Regions from separate parts of the Ovis aries genome. Here region 1 is linked to region 2. The links are chromatin contacts, called in public Hi-C maps. All regions are on one chromosome and are shown on one strand. The core of a region is the stretch at or near the end of the contact, and the rest is flanking DNA. Distances in the headings are between cores, read along the strand shown.

Region 1 (4,732 bases), core at 1,472-3,971, 290 kb before region 2:
AATGACAGTATTAACTGAACAGATGGATGGTTGTAAGAGGTTAACAAAGCACCCTGTCTGATCACCGCGACAAAGGCTGTGACATCTTTCGCCGGGATACGGAACCTGAGTTCTGTCTCCTTCAAAGGCTTACTCAAGGCTAAAGACTGGCAACACCAAACCTGATGCCAGGCCTTCAGAATACAAGTCCAGGGCTCATTGTCCCCCATCTTCCCCCCAAAGTCCCTTTTGAGGATCCCAGGTGCATTTAGGTTGCGGGAATTCAACTTTATGTGCTCAGCCAAATACTGAGAGCACTCAACCCTGGTGCAGATGGAGGGAGCTCAGATGTTCATGTGGTGACCGCAGGCCCTGGAGGGCACTGGGACGGAGGTCACAAGTCTACCATCTGAGCAGCCATCATACCAAGTGAGAGCTCCTTATTTAAAAAGCTTTCTCTCCTTTGCATAGAATGTTATCATTTGCTGTGCATTCTTTTTCTTATATTGGTTACATTATTACACGCATTGTACATGTTTTTGCCAGGTTGAATACATTATACTTTGAATTTGGTACCTTGTGAGTCACTTAAGGAATTCTCAAGGGTGATTTGGACTCTGTGGTTTCTAGATGATTTCTGACTCTAGATTCTAACCCAGCAGTAATTAAAATGCCAACACCATGGACTGGGAGCCTTCTCCTCTGATGGCCCAGAACTATTTTGATTTTTCTGATCTAAGGCTCTTCTAGACAGAAACCAAGGTGGCTGACTCAGATTCCTAGTTGACAGGAGGAGAAAAGCACAAGAAAGAGCATGTTTTACCCTCGCCTACCTCCTCTGCTTGTAGGGTTTCTTTTTCAACTTTTTCAAGTAACTCTTTTCTCAGCAAGAACTCCTTGGTCAGATTGAGGGACATTTCCATGGCGTGGTGTAGCTTGCTCTGCAATATAACAACACAGGAAGTCTTGAGCAAAGATGATCGCTATAGGAAAAAGAGGCAGACAACTCTTTCTTCAGCAGAATAGCAGGACCATCCAGGAACTTGGGTCTGTCCTTCTTATGACTCCAGATTTTCAGAATCCTGGTGCCTAAGAGGCAGGGGAGGACCTCGGGAGACTTCTCACCTGCAAAGCGCCCAGACACACCTGGACCCAAATCCCACCCCACTGTTACTAAGAAAACCTCTCTAGACTTGGCCTGACTGCTTTGTAGGGTTGTGGTGCTTAGTCACTCAGTCGTATCTGATTCTTTGAGATCCCATGGACTATAGCCCTCCAGGCTCCTCTGTCCATGGAATTCTCCAGGCAAGAATACTGGAGCGGGTTGCCATTTCCTTCTCCAGGGGATCTTCTCAACCCAGGGATCAAACCTGGGTCTCCTGCATTGCAGGTGGATCCTTTACTGTCTGAGCCACCAGGAAAGGCTTAACAGAGACAGATCCTGGTAAAGTGTTGAGCACAGTGCCTGGCACATGGAGAGCACGTGGCATAAGACCACCGTCATCTGGACAGACAAAGAGGTGGATGCTACTGTGAGCATGTGCGATCTCACAAGTGAGGTCTTCCCAGACCAGGAATCAAGCCCATGTCTCCTGCAACGGCAGGCAGACTCTCTACCATGGAGCCACCAGGGATGCCCCAGGGGCTCCCTTGACTGAGACTCACTCATAAAACTCACAGAAGAGAAGACACTGTTGTCTGTCTCCTTCGTGGCTAAACCCTCAGCACTTAGCCCTGTGCCTAGTGTGCCACAGGTTCTCATATATTTAGTAATAGAGGCAAATTATTCTTCATATTTTTTATTATTTTAGAAATATGTATTTATTTGGTTGTGCTGAGTCTTAGATGTGGCACTCAGGATCTTTCATCTTTAGCTGCGGCGGCATGTGGGATCTAGTTCTCTGACCAGGGATCGATCCCAGGTCCCTGTATTGAGAGCAAGGAGTCTTAGCTACTAGACCACCAGGGAAGTCCCATTCTACATATTTTTAATGACATCTCACACTTGGGTGTTTGACATTAAAATGAAAATGATCCAACCTGCTGCCCATCCATCCGTAAACATACTTCTGGATTTTTAGCAGTTTTTTGACAGTTCTGACTGAGCACCTGCTTTGCCATTGTCCTCAGTGCTAGGGACACATCACTGACCAGTCAAGCTCTGTCCTGGTAGGCAGTCACAAAAATCTGCTTCTGAGAGGGGACGCATCGGCCCATGGTTCCCAGAAGAGTCCCCATTCAAACCCAGGTAAGCCTGACTCTACAACTCACCATGCTGGGCCCTGCTTTCCACAGGAGACCTGAGAACTGAGACACAGAAAAGTCAAACTGCATCTCTCTCAGCTTCAGGCTATGTCGCCTTAGGTCTCCTGTAGGCGTCTCCTCCCAGCTTCACCATCTGCTTGCTGTTATTCTCAGCAGGCTGACAGGCACCCTAGCCCCTGGGATTCTGACCAGAATGGCTCCCATCCTGCCCACCATGGCCTGTGTTCCAGCTGCTTGGGTTTCACCTTCAATCTGCACTACGCGTTCTGGAGCTCAAGACGCGGGCCTGGCTGTCCTATTAATATTTTATAGACAGTAGCTCCACTCCAAAGCCCTGACTTTTCCCCGCAAGACCAGACTGGCCCTGGGCCACTTAGTTGATTCCTCAGGATCAGATCAAGGTCCAGTGTGATGTAACCACATACCTCACAGCTCTCCAGCTGGACACAAGAATTTCAGAATGTGAGCATGACCTTGCCTACACACATTTTGCCAGCAGAAGGCAGTGGGTAAGGCGGGACACACACGGGACTAGGAGCCCCAGCTCCGTCACAGCATGTGGCTTGAATCCAGCAATTGCTCTCCCTCTTTCAGCCTCAGGTTTTTCATTTGTAAAAGGAAAACATTGAACAAACATAAGCCTAATATAAACACATTCGAATTCACGGTTTTAAATGACACTGTGTGGCCTGCCCAAGTCCGTGGCTGCTGTTGCCACCAAGGCACGAGGCCAAGGGTCAGCAACCTTGTTCTGTAAAAGGTTAGATGGGAAATATTTCAGGCTTTGCAGTCCAAGAGGCAAAATTGATACTGTATAATTATATTAACAAGAGAAAAAAACTGCCACAATTGTTTTATTGATAAAATTCAAAATGAAATAATTAAGTATAATATTTTGGGATATCTGTCTACAAATGAGAGGAATGAAATTTCTAGGGGAGAAATCAATTTTACTTAATTGGGTATCAAAGAGAGTGTTCTCTATCAAAATCAGTTGCAAATGTTCTTCTGTAAAAACCACCCTTGTCTCCTAGGCCAGTGGGCAGGATAGATGGGCCACTGTATCAGACAGTTGCCAGCAGAATGACCAGACCACCTGGTCTGCCAGGAACAGGCCATGCTCATGCCCATAGTCCCTGCTTAATTATCAGTATTGCCTCTTTCTCGCCAAAGACAGTTCTGTGTAGATAAGGAATTATTTAGCAGGTTTTTTTTTTTTTTTTTAATAGCTAAGATGATTTCCTTTGCAGAGTTTTAAGCAGGGAAGTACTTATTGTTGTTTAGTTGCTCAGTCGTGTCAACTCTCTTACGATTCCAGGGATTGTAGCCCACCAGGCTCCTCTGTCCATGGGATTTCCCAGGCAAGAATACTGGAGTGGTTTTGCCATTTCCTTCTCCAGGGCATCTTCCCCGTTAAGACAGGGATCAAGCCCAAGTCTCCTGCATTGGCAGGCGGGTTCTTTACCACTGAGCCACCAGGGAAGCCCCAGGGAGGTGCTTATTACAGACTAAATTAAATAGAGCCCTAATTGTGGCTGGTTCTTAAAACTCACAGTGCATAAAAATCAGCTGGGGAGTTAAAAAAATGTATGGCTCTCACCCCCTAATTCAATTGGTTGGGGTTGAGCTAGTGTGTCTATCTTAAAAAAAAAAAAAAAAAAGGCTCCTCAACTGGTTTTAACACATAGTCAAGGTCATAGAGACATTTGGGGGATTTTAGGAGATATGGCTGGAGAAGGCAATGGCAACCCACTCCAGTACTCTTGCCTGGAAAATCCCATGGATGGAGGAGCCTGGTAGGCTGCAGTCCATGGGGTCGCAAAGAGTCGGACACGACTGAAGCGACGTAGCAGCAGCAACAGGAGGAGATATGGCTTTGTTGGGAGAAATCAGAGAGCAACAGGGGAGCGTAGGATGCCTAGGCTCTCGGTGAAGCCACAGTGATGTCCCAGAACCTTGCTGTGATTCGGGAAACCCCAGGCACCGGGGCATGAGCTTGGACCTTACTTTGTACGAGTTAAGGATCTGCAGGGTGTTTCCAGATGCCAGCTTCATCTGGATCAGCTCTTGATTCCTTGCTTCAATCGTCTCTAAAAACTGAGCATTCTCGATCTTCAGCTGCTGGAAGTCAACGTCGTGGAGGGCCTCGCCTACCTCTTCCTTCTACAGCTCAGAAAGAAGAGTAACGCAAGCCAGAAAGACAAAAACAAACATACATTAATGCGTAAGTGTGAAATCTAAAAAAAATGATACAGAGGAACCTGTGTGCAGGGCAGGAATAGAGGTGCAGATGCAGAGAATGGGCTCGTGGACCCAGTGGGGGAAGGGCTAGGTGGGATGAACTGGGAGACTGGGAACGACATGTACATGCTGCTGCTGCTGCTGCTAAGTCGCTTCAGTCGTGTCCGACTCTGTGCGACCCCAGAGACGGCAGCCCACCATGTATATGCTACCGTATGGAAAACAGATGGCCAGTGGGAACCTGCAG
Region 2 (4,702 bases), core at 1,078-3,577:
CCCCTAAGTCTAAAGGGAATTTTTAAATTAGTTCTGGGACTTTTTTCTGTGACTAATGCCAAGAATGCCAATTAGTATGATTGTACTAATTATGGTTGTTCATAACTGTCCTTTAGGAAGGCTGCTGGGAAGGGGAGGGGGATGGGTTTAGGCAGAAGCTCAGTGACAGGGATGGGGGGGGGCGGGGCGGGGCGGACAGCAGTCTACATGACAGAATTCAAAGGAGCCTGGTGAACTCAGTCTCAATCCAGGTTGGTGTCAGAGTCTAGGAGACCTGTTCAGAGGTCATTTGACAGCAGGAGTCAGGGAATGACACCCAAGTCACCCAGACATTCCAAGACATTCTCCAGATACATCCACCAATGGCCCCAGACTGAGAAGAGATGTGACTGTCTGGCTCACAAACTGTTAAGGGCAGGGTCGAGCTGGTTTTTAAAGTTGGGCTCTTATGTGCTGGCTCGTGTGTGGAGCTGCGTGAACGTGAGCTCTGACAGTGTTCTCAGCACAGTGAAAGATTTTATCTGAAATGGGTTAGCAATTTGTTGCTTCTAAGTGTTAGCTCTTCACCCAGGCAGCTTGAAGATGTGTATTAAATTTGCATCCATGTGCTCATAAAAAGGCAGTTTTAGAACAACCAGGGCAGAAGGGTGGAGTGCAAGGAACTCTTACACAGCAGCCTAAAGACACAGGTCCAAACCCTGGCTCTCTCACCCTGTGTCCTGGGGAAGCTCCTCCAGGACATTCTGGGACCCAGATTACTCCTGGCTATCACACGGGGTGGCAGAGATGAAGCAGGATACTTCCTTGGATACTTGTACAAAAGCATGTTAAACAAGGTGAAACATTTGATCAACCTTCCCATGATCCTTCTGGCTCCATTCACAGCAGGATGCTTCAAGAAGATCCCATGAGGGGCCCCTCTAGGCATCCTGCCCTGGAAGTGTGTTGTCAGAGTTTGGGGGTGGTGAGGTGAAACAAGCACACCAAAACATGCAGAAACACCAAGACAGGGAGCTGCAGGTCCCAGAACTGCCGTGGTATCAGGAGCTTCTTAGATAACCCCACCTTTACCCAGTTCCCTTCCTCAGCACCCTCTCACTTGAGTACTCTTCAGGGGGTCTCTAGTCCCCATAAACACACTGACTGCTCTCATGTGAGACTCCCTAAGAACCATCGGGCCTTCTCTGGGGGCTGTTACCTCCCCAGCTTTCTCCCACTCAAAGAGGGGTTCAGACAGCAGGAGGGGCCACGGATATCCACAAAGGCTTGGATTTTCACCCACTTCCCTAATTACACCCATAGGAACCTGGGTCCCTGAGAACCCCGCAGGCTGGAGACTGGAGATACCCACCAAGTCCGCCAACACGGGCTCAGTTCAGCCTAACGCCCGTGGTACCCAGCTCATTCTTCTCTGGGGGTCTCAGCCTTAGAGACCTTCCGAGAAACGGGCAGGCCACAACTGATCCTGCTCTCAGCAGCCTTTACCTTATATTTCTCTCTCTCTCTGTGTTTTTTTTTGTTTGTTTGTTTTTTGACTGCACCCTCTGGTTTGTGGGATCTTAGTTCCCTGACCAGGAAATGAACTCAGCCCTGGCAGGGGAAGTGCAGAGTCTTGACCATTGGACCACCAGGGAATTCTCAGTCTTTACCTTATTTGCTTAGAGTTTGTCTCATACTCCAGCGAACACACATCCTGGCTAACTGGGCAGGGCAGGCCGTCTAAGCTCTGCAGAGGCCTTTGTGGTGGTTCCTCCTGGTCACAGCCTCTCTCTCTTCCCTCAACAGTTCAGTGCCGGGTTCTGCCCTTCATCCCGCATTCTCACTCCAACTTCCAGCCCTACAGCTCCACAGACACCTAAAATATCCCAAAGACCTTCACCAAACCCTGCCCAGACTCTGAATCCTTAAACTTCCCCACAATATATGTTTCACCAAATAACCCTGATGCAGCTCCGTCCAACATTACAGCTGTTAGATTTCACCTGCGGAGTGCCATCGTCCTCTCAGGGGTCCGAGGATGAGGAAAGTGTCCGAGACCCCTCCAAGACCCCTCTGGCCTCACTAGTCACTTTTTCTGGATTCCAGGCCAAGAGCTCGGAAGACGCTGCCGTGGGACGGGCAGGATCGGCCGCCCCAGAACAGCCCCCAGCTCCAGAGCCGGCGGCCCCAGAGGCCCCCGCCCCAGAGCCGCCGGCCCCAGAGGCCCCCGCCCCAGAGCCGCCGGCCCCAGAGGCTCCGGCCCCACTCTCTCCACCACCTGCCTCCCAGGAGAGGCCGGAGGAAGATGAGGAGGCTGCGCTGCGGCCAGAGGAGCGGATCCACGTGACCCCGGGCCCGGATCCCAGCGAACAGATCCTGTCGGTGGAGGTCCCTGAGAAGCAGGAGGAGAAGGAGAAAAAGGAGGAAGGGGAGGAGGCGAGGAAGGAGGAGGAGGAGGAGAGAGGCGGCAGTTAGTGCACCTCCCGCCGCCCCCCACCCCTACCCCGCAGGTGCGCGCTCCCCACCACCCGGCACCCCCCCTCGCACCCCCGCCCCCTCCCTCCCCCGGCACCCCGCACCCTCCGCTCCCCAAAGGCCAGGACGCTGGTCCGCGGTAGTGGCCTCAAGCGCTCGGCCGGTGGTCCCTATCTGACATCAGTTTCTCCATCTCCTAGGGCTGGTCTTGAAATTAACAAACTTCATAATGTCTGTGCCGGGTGAGTTCCCACCGTCACTAGAGAACCCTGCCTCCTCTGCACCTGTAATTTTATTTAAGAACGAAATACTTTTCTGTAGGGCTTCAATACATGAGAAGCCTTGTTGGAGAAACAAAGAGCTGTTGAATATTTGGATTTTCCCCTCAGGAATTTGACTTCCCCTCATTTCAAGAACAGAAAACATTTCTGGCAGAAGTGGGAGACAGCTATGCTGTTCCTTTGATGCAGTGGAGATAGCACACACATCTGACCCGTGGTCTGGTGCTGTCTCTCTACTGGGCAGTCACAATAGGAAAGCAATGCTCCTTAGGACAGTTAGTACTTATCTTCTGCAGACATTATCCCATTGTGCCCAGTGATGCTGTTTTCTTAGAATAGATATAATGGAAATGGTTTACTGCCAAGAGGCTGTGAGCGTTTCTGAGCATCCACTCTGCCAGTTACCTAATCCTCTTCATCAGGGATTAACTCATTACTTGTTTTTGACACCTTTGCTGTAGAGATGATGATGTGTGCTAAGTCACTTCAGTTGTGTCCGACTCTTTTCGACCCCATGGACCATAGCCTGCCAGGTTTCTCTGTGGGATTCTCCAGGCAAGAATACTGGAGTAGGCTACCATGCCCTCCTCCCAGGGATCATCTTTCCGACCCAGAGATCAAACCCAAGTCGCTTATGTCTCCTGCACTGGCACCTAAGTTCTTTACCACTAGTACCACCTGGGAAGCCCTAAGAGATAATGGTAGCAGTTTCCACTAAGCCTAGAAGGTGGAGTCTCATGACTAGCAACCACTGAAATTTCTGAGCTTTCTCCAGAACAAGTCATGCTGCTTTTATAATGAAAAAAGGAAAAAGAGTCATTCAGTCAAATGAACATTTATTGAGAGGATTATATTTGCAAACCAAATGGCTCTTTATGGGGTGTGGGTGATTGAAAACAAAAACTAGTATTGGGCCATTTGTTTCCATCAACAACAATGAATAAAAAGACCTGGCATTCCAATAGGTCCTGCCCATATAAAATTACAGAAACCTGGTGAACTACAAAAGGGGCCTCTGAAGGCTGGCAAAGTTGTGTTCTTAATCCATTCAAATGAAAGCACAGCATTGATTTCCCTGTGAAGAGTAAACAATATGGGAATTCCCAGACTTGCCTAAGTATTGCTAAATCCCAGGGTAACAAACAGATTCGCCTAGTCCCTGTCGTATCATGTGATCTGAGTAATCTTTCTATTGAATATAGCGATGAGCAGTGTTATTAACTGACCTTTCAAAAAACTTTTATTTATTTTTAAAGGTAATAACCTATTTACTAAGTCACTTCAGTTGTGTCCAACTCTCTGTGACTCTGTGGACTGTAGCCCACCAGGCTCCTTTTTTGGGGGATTCTCCAGGCAAGAATACTGGAGTGGATTGCCATGCCTTCCTCCAGGGGATTTTCCCAACCCAGGGATCCAACCCATGTCTCATTGTCTCCTGCACTGGCAGGCAGGTTCTTACCACTAGCGCCACCTGGGAAGCCAGTAACATACTTACATGTGTACAAAGGATAGTCATTAAAAATTCTCCCTCCTACCCCAGATTCCCAGCCTCCTTGGTCCCCTTCCTGGAAGCAACCATGATTATCACTTTCTTGTTTATTCTTTCAGAGATATTTTTAAGCTTGTACAAGGAAATATGTAAATTCACTCTGATTTCCTTCCTTCCCTCCCTACCCCCCTCCAAATGGTAACATACTAGAGCTGCTGTTACTTTTCACTTGATATATTTTGGAGATTGTTTCCTATCAGAACATAAAGGGCTTGCTTATTTTTTTCTGGACTGCAAGCTAGCCCATTGTATGGATGTACTGTAACACTTAGGGGCTTCCTCTGTGACTCAGCAGTCAAGAATCTGCCTGAAATGCAGGAGAGAAGGAGATGCAGGTTTGATCCCTGGATTGGGAAGTTCCCCTGGAGGAGGGCATGGCAACCCACTCCAGTATCCTTGCCTGGAGGATCCCATGGAC

What was found. Hi-C and Micro-C count contacts between places; a contact is called where the count stands out from the background.
Region 1: a Hi-C map of liver shows a contact between it and region 2, with 4 times the contacts expected there. The contact joins two enhancer-like sites. A contact is called at or near these places in 2 of 16 Hi-C or Micro-C datasets (liver and tail adipose tissue).

The regions. Positions count from the first base shown.
Region 1 is chr14:25,688,855-25,693,586 of ARS-UI_Ramb_v3.0, reverse strand. It overlaps CCDC113 (coiled-coil domain containing 113), which reads right to left. Exons shown (of 9, transcript XM_012189846.4): 6 at 4,252-4,407; 7 at 813-920. Among named protein-coding and RNA genes, the nearest start is that of CCDC113, 17 kb to the right of the region's middle. Within about 2 kb of position 2,721, at least 5 of the 54 cell types and tissues checked have an H3K27ac peak or open chromatin away from gene starts, as enhancers often do. A contact at or near this core is called in liver, where this site is marked.
Region 2 is chr14:25,401,671-25,406,372 of ARS-UI_Ramb_v3.0, reverse strand. CNGB1 (cyclic nucleotide gated channel subunit beta 1) reads left to right here. Exons shown (of 25, transcript XM_060397985.1): 25 at 2,086-2,474. The coding sequence ends at 2,454. Among named protein-coding and RNA genes, the nearest start is that of KIFC3, 35 kb to the right of the region's middle. Within about 2 kb of position 2,327, at least 1 of the 54 cell types and tissues checked has an H3K27ac peak or open chromatin away from gene starts, as enhancers often do. A contact at or near this core is called in liver, where this site is marked.